Linked DNA regions of Mus musculus: regions 2, 3, 4 and 5 are each linked to region 1. A link is a contact called in public ChIA-PET, HiChIP or PLAC-seq and promoter capture Hi-C data. All regions are on one chromosome and are shown on one strand. The core of a region is the stretch at or near the end of the contact, and the rest is flanking DNA. Distances in the headings are between cores, read along the strand shown.

Region 1 (2,879 bases), core at 138-2,637:
CACGCTGTCAGGCTTCAAAACAAATGTCTTTATTTATGAGCCATCCTTCAGATCCCACTGTGATAGTCACACACACACACACACACACTCACTCATGTCATAATTGTGCTCACATACCATTCTTCTAACTTTGCCTCCCTGTCTTTGTCTCCTACTTTTATGTTTGTTTTCTTTCTTTCTTTCTTTCTTTCTTTCTCTCTTTCTAGTAAGAGTCAGCAAAAGTGTGGCTTATGAAGTCAGCCACCTTTTGAAAATAATGTTATTTAAATTAAGGCTTTTTAAAAAAATCCTAGTGAGGCAAAAAGACAGGTTGGTGCACAACGAGATCTTGATTAAAGTCTGTTATTTTGTTCAATATCTAATCGTGAAAACTTCATGTCAAAATAAGGCTTTCATAGCCAGGCGTGGGGGCGCACGCCTTTAATCCCAGCACTCGGCAGAGGCAGGAGGATTTCTGAGTTCGAGACCAGCCTGGTCTACAGAGTGAGTTCCAGGGCGGCCAGGGCTACACAGAGAAACCCTGTCTCAAAAAAAAAAAAAAAAAAAAAACAACAACAACAACAACAACAACAAAAAGGCTTTCCTTTGGTGATTAGGTTTTTCTGGTACCCCCATTAAATCTGTTCTTAAGGCAACTATTTGGCCCTAGTCCTGGCTCCAGAAAAGAACACAGATCACGGAAAAGGTTTTCTATGGCCAAATTCCACTAGTGAGTCACCAGCTACTGGAAGGACGCTGTGAGCCAGGCCACTGTAGGCAAAGACTGTGGGCCCACGCGCGACACCCTTACAAGTTCCTTCCAGAACCAGAGTTCCAACTGCTTATACCCCTCACCCTGTGCTTACAGAGACTCCCACCCCACAACTTCCAGGCCAGGCTGGCCAAGGCCTTTTTTTTTTTTTTTTTTTTTTTTTTTTTTGTGGGGATGCTGTAAAGGGAGCTTGCGCGGCAGGAAACGCGCCAAAGAGCAAGGCGGGCTGCAGTGACAAGCTGAGGACCCGGCTGGGCGGACAACAGCGCGCGCCGCCGAACCAGAAGCTGTGGGGACTGAGCGCGGGAAGCCAGATGGAGACCCTCCAGAGGCCCCCAGACTCAGTCCAGTGGTCTCGGAGCGGTGCACGCCGGGAATTGTAGTCCTCCCGGCTCGGCGCTCTGGCCCTGCTGGGTTGACTGTCCCACTCGGCCCTCAGCGAAAGGCCTCCACAGCCCGGACCAGAGCCTAAACTCACCTCAGAACCCACCTCGCCGGTCATGATTCCGGCCTCCCTTCCGCACAGCTCCAGGAGAACGTGTCTGCAGTAACCTCAACTTGACGGCGACAGCTCCCGCCGTCTCCAGCTCGGCAGCGAAGTTCGAGCTTTCGCGCCCAGACGCGGTACAACGCTCAACCTTGAGGGTTTGCACCAATCCGAGGGAGGGTTTCCCTCCGAGGCCCCACCCCTATCGCCCTGCCAATCAGGAGGCGCCTCCTGCCTGCCCGGCAAATGTAATTTGCGTTGGTTTGGCGGGTTGCGGCTGCTCTTGTCAAACAGATCTAGGAGTGGCTTTGGGGTGTCTGGGGGTTCTCGGGGAGCGAAGAGATCCCGCGCTATGGCTTAGAAAGAAGGTATCTTGCGAATGATGTTCTTGGACTTTTGACCTATGTCTTCGTTCGATGGGTCGTACCGTATGCAATTAGAGGAGAGAAATTTCAATGCAGGAAGTGAACTGGGAAGAAGTTCCCAGGATTCTGGGAGTGTCCCACACCTGAATTTTTTGCTGAGGGAACCTTAGACCCCAGTGGAGGCTTTCTCCATCAGTTCATCCCTGGAGCAATCCTAACCTGCAGAGTTAATGTTTTTACCTCTTCGGGTCGATTCTCTGTCCTTTCTTCCCCATGTTCTATAGGCAGGCAAGAATGTCCTTTCTGGACTGTATTGTCCCAGCTGACTTGTCTTTTGTCTTCTGAATGGTCAAGCCAGTGTTAAAACTCCTTACAAAGTTATTATAAAGAGACCAGCTGGCACAGGGAAAGAAAGATCTGAGTATTTATTATCCTCCATCCCACCCAAACCCCCCTCCTCTCTAACTCCCCCCACCCCCCTTCACCTATTCTGGTATGGTGACCAACTCTGTCCAGTTTGCTTAGGACTTTCCCAGGTTTAGCACGGAAAACCTCACATCCCTAGAATCTCCTCAGAGGATACGAGGGATGACAGTCACCTCTGACACTGGTCTCCCCTTTATCTGAATACACATTCAGATAAAAAACAACTCCATTTCTCCACATCTCCGCCCACTTCTACACCCCTAAGGGTCTTGAGCTGGGGATGCAGCTCAGTAGTAGAGCTCTTGCTTAGTTAGTTTGCATGAGGCCCTCCCTGGTATAATCTCCAGGCTTCCAAAAAATACAAAAAAGAGTCCCATCCTCATATTTTACCCCCTTTTTAAAAAAAAAAAGGCTATTTTACTATGACCGTATACATCAATGATTCACAAATATGCATCTATCTGTAGCACTTCCTCCAGCATTTGGAGGACTGACTTTTATTGGCCATACAGTTTGTGACAAACAATGGGCAGAATTTTATAATCATCATTCTCTTAATCTTTGGAGGAAGCGTGTAAGGGAAGTAATGTGATCGTCTCGCGTCCACTGTCACCTGCTCTTTATGATTTCCAGGCTCACCGAGAGCATCCTCCAAAATCTCCCTTCTCCTGTTCTGTTGCCCCAAATTACACTTCTGTCTAAAGAATTATTTCTGAGGGCTGGAACGACAGTTCAGAGGTTAAGATCACTGGTTGCTTTTCCAGAGGACCCTGGTTCAACTCCTATCACCAACATGGCAGCTCAAAACTATTCATAACTCCAGTTCCAGGAGCCCTGATACCCTTTTCTG
Region 2 (2,879 bases), core at 274-2,773, 410 kb before region 1:
TAAAAAGGTGGAAACCATCCAGTCTTATATTTAACTACAATCCCTGAAAACATATTTTCTTAACCTTTCTATTTGTTTTTTGCTTTGGACATGTAAGGAAAGAGTCTAGGATATGAAAAAAAAAACATTATCTGGCAGAAGTGAACATGTTTCTTTTTGTTCTACCCATAAGTGAAACAAAAGATAACAGGCCCAAGGGAGAATCAAGGACCAGCATGGAAACTTTCAGCCATTTCAGTGTTCAGCCAATGTTCCTGGGTTCAAAGAGCTACTGACTTACACACAGAAGTACAGCTGTAGAGCAACTTTCACCCTGTGAGCAGAGGAGCTCTGGGTCCCCTTGTATTGCCATGGAGAATAACAACTCTTCAGAGACTTAAACATTTTTTTTAATTAGTTCTTTGGGGATTTCCTAGTATACCAGCAGTCCAAGCACTTGGTCAAGGCAGGAAGACCAGCAGTTTCAGGCCACTCTGGGTTACATAGCAACCTAGCTCCAACCAACCCAACTCCAACCAATCCAACTCCAACCAACCCAACTCCAACCAACCTAAACTAATTTCCTTGTATTTTTTACTATATGTCTGTCTGTTGTGCCTATGTCTTCATTAAGAATCCAAGAGGGGACTTCAGCTCTCATTATCTTTGGCTTCGTTGTGCTTCAGGGAAGATAGTGCCTACCCTTGGATTTCCTGCCTTGACAGTTCAAGCTCCTATTCTTTAAGTCAGACCCTCAAATTCCTTCAGTGGAGGCAAATGATGGCACACAGCAGTTGCAGGTCATCACCATGAAACTTCTCAGGAGAGCAGCCATGTTCTTGAACTATCAAGACTCTTGACATTTTATGTTCTTTTGCCTTGACGACAGTTTTGTGTGTTCAGAATCCTGGAGGAATGCAATTCCAGACTGTGTTCTAGCTCCTCACCAGCCACTCGATATCTTGAGGTAAATTAATTTATTTCAAATGACCATACTGGCAATGTTAACTTTGAAAGCAATGGAGTAGATGGTTTCTAAGATCCTTTTTCATTTTAGTATTCTAATGGCAAGCAGGTATTGAGGAAATTGTCTTCAGTTATTGGTTCTGCCTTCAACACTACCAGTGGATCTGGTTTTAAGGTTGGAAGTTGTTCCTTGAGAGTCGACGCCCTTTACTTGACAAGCTGTTGGTTTCTCCTTCAGATAACAGTCTTGTTTTCTTCTTGGTTGGGATTCTTCATGTTCATAGGGTCACTGAGAACTTTGGCTCATCAGGGTTCTCTCCTTTTGGCAATATCTCTGTAGTCAGGTGTAGGGTGGTGATGTGAACCCCTCACTGACATTTCACCAGATAGTCCTTCCATTAAGATCTTTCATTCTGACATCATCCCTTCGTCATGGTCCCTTTAAGGGAGCGGCCATAGTTGAGTGGTGGGAGCAGCTGCTGGCAGCAAAGAGACTAACAGGATTAGGCCTAGCCTGGGCCACTCACCGCGCACGCTCAGGACCGGGGGCTTGGTGGGAAAGGGAGGAGGGGCTTGTGGCGCGCCTGCGCATCAGGGGCGCGCGCAAGGGGCTGGTTTGGAGATCCCTTTAAGAAAACCACTGGCGGAGGAATTTCTCTGAGAGAAAATAATCCTCCTCACGGGGCCCCTTGGAGGCCATTAACCCCCCGAGTCCCGGCCCCCCTGCCCCGGCAGGCCCTTGCGCCCACGCGCCCGCCCGTGGGACCCCAGGAGCTGCGGCTAAGCGCGCGGGCCTCCGCCCCCCTCGTCACTCCCGCGCCAGGCCCGGCGGGGGCCGAGGGGGACCGAACCGCAGCGGGTGAAGCGCCGGTGTCTGCAGTGTGGGCGGGGGCCGAGAGGGGCCGCGGCCGCCGCGCCGGGAGCCGCCGCGGTTCCGAGCGGGGCCCAACATGGCGGAGCGGGAGGTGGAGACCGGCCCCCGAAAGAGGGTAGGTGAGGTGAGGCCGCGGGCCGTCTGCGGGCTGCGGGCTGCGGGCAGGCGGGCGGGCGGGCGGGCGGGGGGCGGGGCGCGGCCGGCCCCGAGCAGCCCGGAGCTCACGGGTGGCGCGGTGGTCGACGGCCGGAGGGAGGGGCGGCCCGAGGCGGCACCGGGGTCCCCTCGGCAGGTGGGACAAAGCTCGGTGGCCGGCGGGGAGGGGGAGGGGCGGGGGCCGTGGTCCGCTTGGCTCCCCTCCCTTTGCCGGCGTGTGGGTGGTGGTGCGTATTCGGGGGGGGGGGGAGCCTGGGAGACGCAAGGTGTCAGACTCCGCTTCTGCATCCTCGAGGAAAAGGGAGTCTATGGAAGTTTCTCTGGGGAGAGGTCAGGTGGGGGTAGAGGTGGCGGGAAGAAGTCGTGGAGGATTGGTCGTTTCCTGAGGAGTAACCGGGAGGGTGCTGCGGGAACCCCGGAGCCAATTCATCTTCCTGCCTCCACTCCCCTCCCCCTTGACCGTTATCAAGCCCCAAAGTGGACATGGTGCTCTCTTCACCTTAGAAGAAGTGGGGTTGTCGTCTTGAAGTTGGGGGAATGTGTTCTGATAGCCACGGATGTGTTATAGTCTAGCATTCTTTACCTGCAGTTAGTAACGTGGAAGAGTGACAAGTTTTGTCCTTAGGATGTACCCAGCCAGCCTTGCCTGCCCTAGGTAAAGCCTTGTCTACACAGGAGTTGTAAGCCGTTTAAAAGTTTGTCTTGAAACTTTTTTTATTTTTAATTTAGTTGTGATTCATTTTCTTCAGATGGAGAACAATACTATCCACTGAGTAATGTTTTTCAAGGCTTTTTTTTTAAACTTCCCCTCACCCAGCATGTTAAGCATCAAGTTTGTTAAGTTTCCTATCAGGAGTTTTCCTTTTGGAAATGGTCTCCAAATGATGAGTTAGTTGTTAAACCA
Region 3 (2,879 bases), core at 161-2,660, 390 kb after region 1:
TATCCCGTGGAGTTGCTCCCAGCCTCCCCATGCACCCTGCTCTGTCTCATTTCTCCTGGGCTGGGCTTCCCATTCTCCACCAGCAGCTCCAGTGTCCCAACCTTTGTAGTCCTGCTGGTCTTCAGCAAGAGGAGTGGAAACTGGAGGGCAGTTTCTGGACGGTTTTCTAAGAAACTTCTGAATTCTATTATCTTTACAAATACAAGATGAGAAAATAATTTTTTCAATATTTTTTATTAATCTTTTTATAAAATGAAAAGAAACGCCTATGATTAAGGATGGTGGTTATGGCTGGGTGGTCTGTGGGGTTGTGTGTTTTTGGGTTTTTCCTTTTTTTTTTCTCTTTAACCTTACGTTTTGGGTTGAAACATTTTCAGATGTTGGGGGGCATCCTCATTAAAGGGTCCTTGTGCTTGCCTTCCGGGGCAGCGGTCCCCAGCAGGTGAACCGCTGCCTGCGCGCATCTGTTGGACGCCGACTGCACCCTCCTCCCTCCCCAGCCTTCGCTCTTGGGTTGTTGTGCATACTTCCCTTTACTTTGCTAATTTCAATAGTTATGTTGGTTTTACTTGAATGATTCATGTTTAGGGGAGAACAAAAAAACACCCTTAAATTTTTGTTTCAACTCCTCCTGCAAATAAAAACAATAAATGAAGTGGCAGATGTAAACGGACTGTGTTTGTTGCTTGTGTGAGTGACCCTGGGTTAATAGGTCCCATAGAATATACCATAGTTTTCGTCTCTGGGAAGAAGGACTTCTTGTTCTCAGTGGAGGCTGTGCATTCTGTGTTTTTGACTCCTCCAAGAACCAAACCTAGCTACCATGCCAGAAGTCAGGACTTTGGCTTCCTTGGTGCTGGGGCAGGGGTCAAGGCTGCAGTGAGCTGGCTCGGCCTTTATATGTTAACCCACAAGGAAGAGGTGAGCCTAGCCCAACTGGTAAACTGGGTGGACCCTAACCTTCAGACTCTTGCCAGCCCTTATTAAAAGTTGATTCTTGCTGCCTTTCCCCAAGGAGAATCTGCAGTAGTTATCAGAAATCCAACTAGGCCCCCAAGTGAGTCGAAGCTTCAGGGGGGGTTGAAGTTTGGAATATACCCGCCATAGCTTTTCAGAGACAGGAGCTAGTATCTCTATCTGGGGCCACTTTCCCAGGAATGGCCCCACCCTGGTATGTACCTCTTCCACCTTCCCCTGCAGCTAAGAACTTGCAAGCCAGAAGAGGGTGGGCCAGGAAATGTTATAAAAGACATAGAGTCTGGCCTAGGTTGGGAGACTTGGCTAAAGTAGAGCTCTTGGGGAAGCTGTTACCCCAGCCCTGGGCTGAGACCCTGGACTCCTCCTTCAAGAATTGGGGCCCAACCTGCTGAGCCAGGCCGCCCACTCCTACTACCTGGATCCTGACCTATGACTCGAGTCTCCGCCTCATCCACATCCAGTCTACCGCCTGGCGGCTTCGCCCGCCCTCCGAGCACCCAATGCCCAGCCTGACGGTCAGGCTGCGCAGGGAGCCCCAGAAGTCATGGGTATGTGTGTGGGGGTTCGGGGTGGGTTCTTCTAAACACTTTCCGAAGGGCAAAGTCCACGGACGTCCCCACAGCCTTTCTTAGCTCGCTTCCGCCCGTAGAGGTCCTGGTCCTGGCCAGATACCGAGCGCAGACGGAGGACGAGCTGAGTCTGGCTCCGGGGGACGTGATCCGGCAGGTGTGCGCGGGGCCCGCTCGGGGCTGGCTGCTTGGGGAGTTGCGGGGCCGCCGCGGTCGCTTCCCCAAGCGCCTGGTGCAGGTGAGGCCTGGTACGGGTATGGCTGCGCGGGGGAGCAGGAGCGGCCCTGGCCTCAGCCTCGGGCCTTGTGCCTAGTGCCGCCCCTATGTGATTTTCCCAGGAGATTCCGGAGGCCCTGCGGGGCGTCACCGAGTCCAGACCGCGCTTTCCGCGCCGTAGTCGCCGTGAGTCGGGCGCTGGGCCGGCGGGTGGGGCCTCACTGCCCGCGTGGAACATGACGGCTGTGGGTGGGGCACCCGCGGCTATTTTGCAGCCCCCTGATTGGCTTGAAGTACAATGCTCCGCTCGAGGGCGGGGCCTGAAGCTACTAAAGGGAGTTCTGGGGTCCAACTCTTCCCCAGTGCTGCAGACGGGGCTCCCTGCTCAGAGCTGCTTCCCTGCTTGTCTGGCCTAGGTCACCCCATCAACTCTCGGGACCCCCAAAGATGGTGCAGAGTGAACTTCAACTACAGCCCAGAGCAGGCAGACGAGCTGACGCTTCAAACTGGGGAGATTTTGGAAGTGATAAAGGAGGTGAGGGGTCCTGGGGGCACTTGGGGAGATGCTGCAGCTATTCACACAGAAGAAAGTGAAGTAAGGGTGGGGGCGATGGGAAGGGAGGCAGCTGGGGAGGATGTAGTCCTTGGGTAGAACCAAGGATGGACACCTCAGTTACTCTTGGACAGAACCAGATGCTCCCGCATCCTTCCCCTTCCCCAGATTGAGGACGGCTGGTGGCTGGGAGAGAAGAACGGGCAGTTGGGAGCCTTCCCATCCAACTTTGTGGAATTGCTGGACAGTGGGCCCCCAAGTGAGACCGTGACCCTGTGATCCCCTGGGACCAGACTCAGCAATCTTCAGCGATCTTCCCAGTGACCCTCCTGACCTCGTGACCCCTTTGGCCCCCTCCCTTGACCTAGCTAAATTAGCACCTCCCTAACACCATCGATTCTTCTTCTGCAGGCCTTGGAAATACAGACATACCGCCAATTACCCCAAATTCACAGAGGCCTCCTAAGGTAAATTGGGTCATGGTGGGCACAGCCAGCGAATTCTTTCCCCCCTGCCCCCAGAGCTGAGGATTGAACCCAGGGCCTTGGGCTTGCTAGGCAAGC
Region 4 (2,879 bases), core at 262-2,761, 330 kb before region 1:
GAAAAAGGACTTGGGACTAATTTTTCTTTGATTTCATGAAAAAACAAAAGCTAAGAACAAAAGCTTTTCTTAAATAAGCTGAGAAAACATCCTTTTCTATGTTGAGTTTCTGAATTTCATTTCAAATATCTCATTTATCATTGAATTTTGTTTTCATCAACTTCATGAAGCTCTGTGGGCTTCATGCTCATGTATCGATTACATCTGTTCTAAGTCTGTTGGCCTTCGGGGGCAAGTAGAAAAGGCGTATTTGAGTGGAACAGTTTGTCATTTTTGCATGGATGTGTAACAATATGAAAGGATTTCCGATGAAAAACCAACACAGCATGAAAAGTAAAGCCCTTCTTCCTGTGGCTTCTTATGATGTCCAGAAGTGTGAGCTCTGCTGGCGATGTGAATGAGCCAGCTGCTTTTATTACAGTGTTTCAATATATTGATGAAGCAGGCCTTGTGTAGAGAAGTCTGCTTACCTAGTCCCCTCTATTGAGTAGAGAAGTCATTTCATGTGAGATTTGTTTTGTTTGCTTTTTTTCTTTAGAATCTCAAACTTCTGAACAAGAACTGTTTCTAGACACCAAGATATTTGAAAAAGGTTTGTAGTTATTAATATATTTTAGTTTTTAGAAATACTATTCTCTGCTAACAATAGGAACTCAGAAGACTATCCTTGGGCTTAGTAGTTTATAATTTTACCTAGTTTGTGAGGGACATGAATTGACTGTCATGCCAATTTGTAATGCAAATAATAAATATCTCAAATATTTTAATATTTGAGATAATGCATTGTAGTGTTTACTAAGAATATGAATCTAATTCTGTGAAGCCGTTAAAGAAGTTACTTGATTCTTTGTTTCGCGCGTGTGTGTGTGTGTGTGTGTGTGTGTGTGTGTGTGTGCAATGTGTGTGTGCTTGCGTGTGTGTGCGTGTGTGTGTGCGTGCGTGTGTGTGTTACTTCCTCACAGAAGCATCTGGGTCAGAAAACTGCACAGGTAAATGTAGTTTATACATGTATGTGATCAATATATATTAAGGTTAGAAGGCATCTTTGGGTATCTTTCCTCAGGCACCATCTGCTTGAAAAAAACAAAAAGACTTTTTTTTTTCACTGGCCTGGAATTAGCCAAGTAGCCAAGTAGGCTAGTCTGGCTGTCCAGCAAGCTTCAGGAACTCACCTGTTTTAGGTGCTGGGATTACATCCTGACATCATGCCTCTCTGTTTTTCTTTTTAGAAGTAGGTTGTGGGGCTCAGTCTCAGGTCCTCTTGCTTACATAGGAAATACTCTACTGATGAAGTTCTCTCTCCAACCATAGTTACTTTACTAGTTGTGTCCTAATAATTATCTTTTAACCATATTTTGGTTTTTAGGATGTAGGAGTTCAGGAGAGTTTCTAAATATGTCAGGAGAGCATGTTTGGTTTCTTCACTTTCAGACCAAGGAAGTACATATAGTGGTGATCTTGAGTCAGAAGCAGTATCAACTCCACACAGCTGGGAAGAAGAGCTGAATCATTACGCATTAAAGTCGAATGCTGTGCAAGATGCTGATTCAGAACTGAAACCGTTTTCAAAAGGGGAAACAGAGCAGGATCTGGAGGCAGACTTCCCATCAGGTTTGTACCTCATAGACGGCTGAAGGTCGTCATAGACGGCTGAAGTCAGAAGATTGGGAGAGCTCCAAGTTTGCAGGGTTAAACGGTGTGAAGTGTTCGGGAGTCTTCTGCCTTTATAAATGTGAATATCTGTTGCAAGGTTCTTGTAAGTGGTTAATTTTATTGTTTGCAATTTTTAATGACCTTTTCAACAGTAACTATTTACGGATGGTTTCCTTGCTAACTGCCGTTTCATTCATGTGTTAAAATCCGTTGTGCATCTTAACTATATAAGCGGAGGTCTTTATCACGGAGACTGGACTGATGATTACTGATACTAGTCTTATGAGCTCTCTTAAGTCTGTGTGTTACATACCTCACACTGGGCTTTCTGCTGCTTTTTTCAGAATCTTTTGACCCACTTAATAAAGGACAGGGGATCCAGGCACGTTCTCGAACAAGACGAAGACACAGAGATGGATTCCCCCAGCCCAGACGGCGAGTAAGCGGAAGCTTAAGTTTACAGTTTGTGTTCTTTTGTTTAGCAGTATTTATTAGTTTTCTGATTAAAAGCTTTGTAGGAGCCCAAATTAAGTATTTTCATTCTTTTTTTTTTTTTTTGTTTTTTCGGGACAGGGTTTTCTCTGTATAGCCCTGGCTGTCCTGGAACTCACTCTGTAGACCAGGCTGGCCTCGAACTCAGAAATCCTCCTGCCTCTGCCTCCCAAGTGCTGGGATTAAAGGCGTGCGCCACCACGCCCGGCTCATTCATTATTTTTTAAGTGTTTTAGTTTTTAAGGTTTTTTGCTTTTGTTTCTTAGTGTGCAAAAAAGAAAACCAACAATACCATTTATTACATATTTATTTCTAATCAGGACGTTTCCTTTGGTATTTAAACTTACAGACTTTGACTTACTACTTTAACAATCTTTTTATAGCCCTGAGAGAGATCAGGGTTAAAGAGTACTTGTTGCTCTTACAGAAAACCAAGGTTTGATAACCAGCACCTACATGACAGACAGACAGCTCACAACTGCCTGCTGCTCCAGTTCCCAGAGCTTCTGGGTGTCATCTTCTGCTCTCTACAGGCATTGCATAAACATACATGCAGGCAGAATACCCATAAACATTAAAAAAAAATTGCGGGGGCACTTTTTATAATCTTTAATGGGCCCATGAGATGGTTTTAGAGGGTGAAGGTGCTTGTTCCCAAGCTTCACAGCCTGAGGACTCATAGTAAAAGAAGAGACACGTTTAGACCCTAGTATATACAGGCCGGTAGTTGTCCA
Region 5 (2,879 bases), core at 108-2,607, 260 kb before region 1:
CTGCCCCAGAAAGCTGGCTGATTAAGGAAGCTCTAGGTCTAAGCTCCTTCCTGTGGTTGCTTTGGAAATAAAGACGTTCTGAGAATCAGGCCGGCAATGCTTGATCCAGAGCCTGACAGGTGCACCAGCGTGATTGCCCTGCATTTGTTAATTCTGCATTTGTTAAGCCCTGCTCATCAAATCCTCCCCCACTACGGTTTTGCTTGTTTGCTTGTTTGTTTGTTTGTTTGTTTTAGTCGGTCTCAGGTAGCTCGGGCTTGTCCCAAGCTGACAGACAAGGATGACTTGAATTCATGCTTCTCCTGCCTCCACTGCCAAGATAACAAGTGTGCACCACCACACCGGCAAATCTTGGGCCTTCAGGTCCCTGCAGAATCTGCCTCTGAGAAAATGAGCCCCACTGAGTTCTCCAAGTTGGGCAGCTACTGACTTAGGGATCTGGGGCTCCAAAGCCCACATTTTCAGAGGCTCGGACAGGGCTATTTTGTTTCTCCTCTGTTCTTAACTCTCCACGTCCTCTCATCTCTGAGGATGGGAGCTGAGGACTTACCTGGGTGTGGTGCTGAGGTGCTCTGAGAAGAGGCCTGGGGCGTGGGGGTGGCATAGCTGTAGGAGGGGGCCACTGGCAGAGGGGCATCAGTTGGACTGTGCTCAGTGCTTTTTACTTGCGGAGTACCAGATACAGGACTGGAGTGCTCGGATGGTTCAGGATGGATGGACACATTCTTGGGCCACTCAGGAGTCTGTGTAGTGTGGTTACTGGTGAAGGAACCGGCAACTGTAATGGTTTTGCGGACCTGAAAAATGTATGAAAGACTAAGTGCAGCAGGCAAGAACCACAGATTCAATGGGGCCGGCTGGGCTCGGGAAATGACATCAAATACTGAAGAAATTAATCCTACCACTGAAATCAAATAGTGTTAAAGTTGGCAGAATATCTGCCAGACATGCCCCAGGTTTGGTCCCCAGAACCCATTCTTCAGATGGGCATGGTGACTCTTACCTATAATTCTAGCACTCAGAAAGCTGAGACAAGAGATTGCCAAGAATTTGAGGCTTGCTTGGGTTATGGAGTTAGAGCCTGTCTCAAAACAAATAAACAAACAGTTTTCTTTAAAACAAAATAATCTGGGAGCTGAAGCAACAGCTCAGCAGTTAAGAGCACTGGCTGCTCTCCCAGAGGACCTGGGTTCATTTCCCAGTACCTACATGGCAGCTCAAAAAACACACGTGATTCCAGTTCTAAAGGATCCAACAACCCTCTTCTGGCCTTCGTGGGGACTAGGCACACATACAGCATGCGATGAGCAGGAAGACAGGGGTGGGGGGACAGACAGAAAGCACTACTGGCCACTTTAAGGACCCACACTGGCGAGCAGCCAAAGGATCATATGCAGAGAATGGCAGGGTCAGGTGTCTGTCTATAGGTCACGTTGCACTGCTGGGATTTGAAGAAGTCCAGGGACAACAAGAACACCACCACATTCAGCCAAAGAAGAATGCAGAGTAGCTAAACCAGGGTTGGGGTAAGGACTCTTATGAATCAACTTGCCGGAAATATAATTCACATAACATAAACTCACACATCACAAGAACACAAGGTCAATTTTTGGCAAATGTCCACACCCACATGACAACAACCTAGAGACAGAATGTTGCTATTAGACCTAAGATTCGATGTTGTCCTCACTAACTTCCTGCCTCCTCCAGACTCAGGCAGCGGTGACTTGTTTTCTGTCACAGGAAGACTCATCTGGGTTTTCTTATACTTTTTATAAAAGAAACCACGTGTATTCTATTTTTATCTCTAGCTGTGTTCCCCCGACATGGTTTTGAGATTCATCCATGGCACTGAATGTATTGGTAGTCCACTGGGTTTTGTTTTGTTTTTTAATTATTATTTTTACTGAGTAGTATTCCATTACAGAGATGCTTCAACATTTATTCCCATTCATTTACTCAGAGAGATTTAAGTTGTTTTCAGCCCCCAGGTGTTACAAATAGAGTTGCTATGGGTACATATATTTGGACACGAACAAGTTTTCATTTATTTGTTTATTTTGAGACAGGATCTTATTATGTAGCCTTGGATTCCTAAAATTCTAGATACATAGACCAGGTTGGATTTGAACTCACAGAGATCTGCCTACCTCTGCCTTTGCCTCCAGAGTGCTGAGATTAAGCTGTGTGCCACTGTGTGGGCCCTATTTTCATAGACTAATATTTAGGGGTAGAACTGCTGACTGTGCTCCTCAACACTGAATTACTGGGTGGGTTGCTGTGCGGCTGACATTCCATGGCAGAGAGCACCAGTGCCAGGCCCGGCTTCACCAGGGCTTGGTGCTCCTGCACTTTTACCCTGCCTTTCCAGTAGCTGTGACTGGACCTTCTCTATGCATCTCTCTAATGATGTAGGACATCCTGCTGCTGACCAGTCACTTCCCCTTTGCTAAGGTCTACTCAAACCTTTGCCCATTTAAGGCTTTACTGAGGTACAATTGACACATATACACAAAAGATATTTTATGTTTTTACTTGGTCAGATTTAGACACATATGAACACCTAAGAAATCATCTATTCAAATGAGCATACCTTTCACTTCCAAAGACCCCTCATGTTCTTGTGTGATTCCTTTCCCTGCCCCCTACATTCCCCAAGCAGCACCCTGTACAGACTCCCTGTCCCTAGAAGTCATTTTCCATGTCCTAGAACGTCACATGAATGGAATGACATGGTAGCGGGGTTTCACTGTATAACCCTGGCTTCCAACACACTATGTTCCTGCCTCAGCCTCCCTAGAGAGTGGAGTGCCACCCTAGAGAGTGCCACCCTAGCTCAGAGAATTTCCCTGCCCTTTGCTCCTCTTCTTTCTTCTTCT

The links. ChIA-PET counts read pairs in DNA pulled down with a chosen protein or histone mark. HiChIP or PLAC-seq counts read pairs in DNA pulled down with a chosen protein or histone mark. Capture Hi-C pulls out chosen DNA fragments and counts their contacts.
Region 2: a contact with region 1 is called in an H3K27ac HiChIP or PLAC-seq map of epiblast stem cells, with 7 times the contacts expected there. The contact joins the promoter of Zmym4 here to the promoter of Clspn in region 1. A contact is called at or near these places in 15 of 39 promoter capture datasets (the 3T3-L1 cell line, the C10 cell line, the HPC-7 cell line and 12 more), 1 of 15 datasets of contacts at CTCF or cohesin (the NIH/3T3 cell line), 6 of 484 Hi-C or Micro-C datasets (CD4 T cells, CD8 T cells, Th1 cells and 2 more), 14 of 115 datasets of contacts at active chromatin or transcription factors (the 230-238 cell line, the SCID.adh cell line, bone marrow-derived macrophages and 9 more) and 5 of 9 other capture datasets (adipose tissue, embryonic stem cells, liver and 2 more).
Region 3: a promoter capture Hi-C map of liver shows a contact between it and region 1. The contact joins the promoter of Sh3d21 here to the promoter of Clspn in region 1.
Region 4: a contact with region 1 is called in an H3K4me3 HiChIP or PLAC-seq map of bone marrow-derived macrophages, with 3 times the contacts expected there. The contact joins the enhancer-like site here to the promoter of Clspn in region 1. A contact is called at or near these places in 21 of 39 promoter capture datasets (the 3T3-L1 cell line, 3T3-L1-derived adipocytes, the C10 cell line and 13 more), 3 of 15 datasets of contacts at CTCF or cohesin (the NIH/3T3 cell line, pro-B cells and stem cell-derived epiblast-like cells), 4 of 484 Hi-C or Micro-C datasets (cerebral cortex, embryonic stem cells and nephron progenitors), 14 of 115 datasets of contacts at active chromatin or transcription factors (the 230-238 cell line, the NIH/3T3 cell line, the SCID.adh cell line and 6 more) and 4 of 9 other capture datasets (adipose tissue, embryonic stem cells, liver and 1 more).
Region 5: an RNA polymerase II ChIA-PET map of memory CD8 T cells shows a contact between it and region 1, with 10 read pairs. The contact joins the enhancer-like site here to the promoter of Clspn in region 1. A contact is called at or near these places in 6 of 39 promoter capture datasets (cranial neural crest, frontonasal cranial neural crest, liver and 3 more), 2 of 484 Hi-C or Micro-C datasets (bone marrow-derived macrophages and nephron progenitors), 12 of 115 datasets of contacts at active chromatin or transcription factors (the 230-238 cell line, the SCID.adh cell line, bone marrow-derived macrophages and 8 more) and 4 of 9 other capture datasets (adipose tissue, embryonic stem cells, liver and 1 more).

Annotation. Positions count from the first base shown.
Region 1 is chr4:126,555,488-126,558,366 of GRCm38.p6, reverse strand. Clspn (claspin) reads right to left here and starts at 1,387. Exons shown (of 26, transcript NM_175554.4): 1 at 1,230-1,387. The coding sequence starts at 1,253.
Region 2 is chr4:126,966,871-126,969,749 of GRCm38.p6, reverse strand. Zmym4 (zinc finger, MYM-type 4) reads left to right here and starts at 1,523. Exons shown (of 30, transcript NM_001114399.2): 1 at 1,523-1,934. The coding sequence starts at 1,896.
Region 3 is chr4:126,161,872-126,164,750 of GRCm38.p6, reverse strand. It overlaps Sh3d21 (SH3 domain containing 21), which reads left to right and starts at 1,410. Exons shown (of 16, transcript NM_001162533.1): 1 at 1,410-1,526; 2 at 1,628-1,785; 3 at 1,886-1,949; 4 at 2,180-2,298; 5 at 2,485-2,575; 6 at 2,728-2,783. The coding sequence starts at 1,523. It overlaps Thrap3 (thyroid hormone receptor associated protein 3), which reads left to right. Exons shown (of 12, transcript NM_001356455.1): 12 at 1-669.
Region 4 is chr4:126,888,728-126,891,606 of GRCm38.p6, reverse strand. Zmym4 (zinc finger, MYM-type 4) reads left to right here. Exons shown (of 30, transcript NM_001114399.2): 21 at 539-592; 22 at 1,432-1,611; 23 at 1,998-2,092. Among named protein-coding and RNA genes, the nearest start is that of Gm25604, 29 kb to the right of the region's middle. Within about 2 kb of position 1,511, at least 13 of the 459 cell types and tissues checked have an H3K27ac peak or open chromatin away from gene starts, as enhancers often do. A contact at or near this core is called in bone marrow-derived macrophages and hematopoietic stem and progenitor cells, where this site is marked.
Region 5 is chr4:126,812,174-126,815,052 of GRCm38.p6, reverse strand. It overlaps AU040320 (expressed sequence AU040320), which reads right to left. Exons shown (of 21, transcript NM_133886.2): 4 at 551-797. Among named protein-coding and RNA genes, the nearest start is that of Gm24161, 4.5 kb to the left of the region's middle. Within about 2 kb of position 1,357, at least 38 of the 459 cell types and tissues checked have an H3K27ac peak or open chromatin away from gene starts, as enhancers often do. A contact at or near this core is called in memory CD8 T cells, where this site is marked.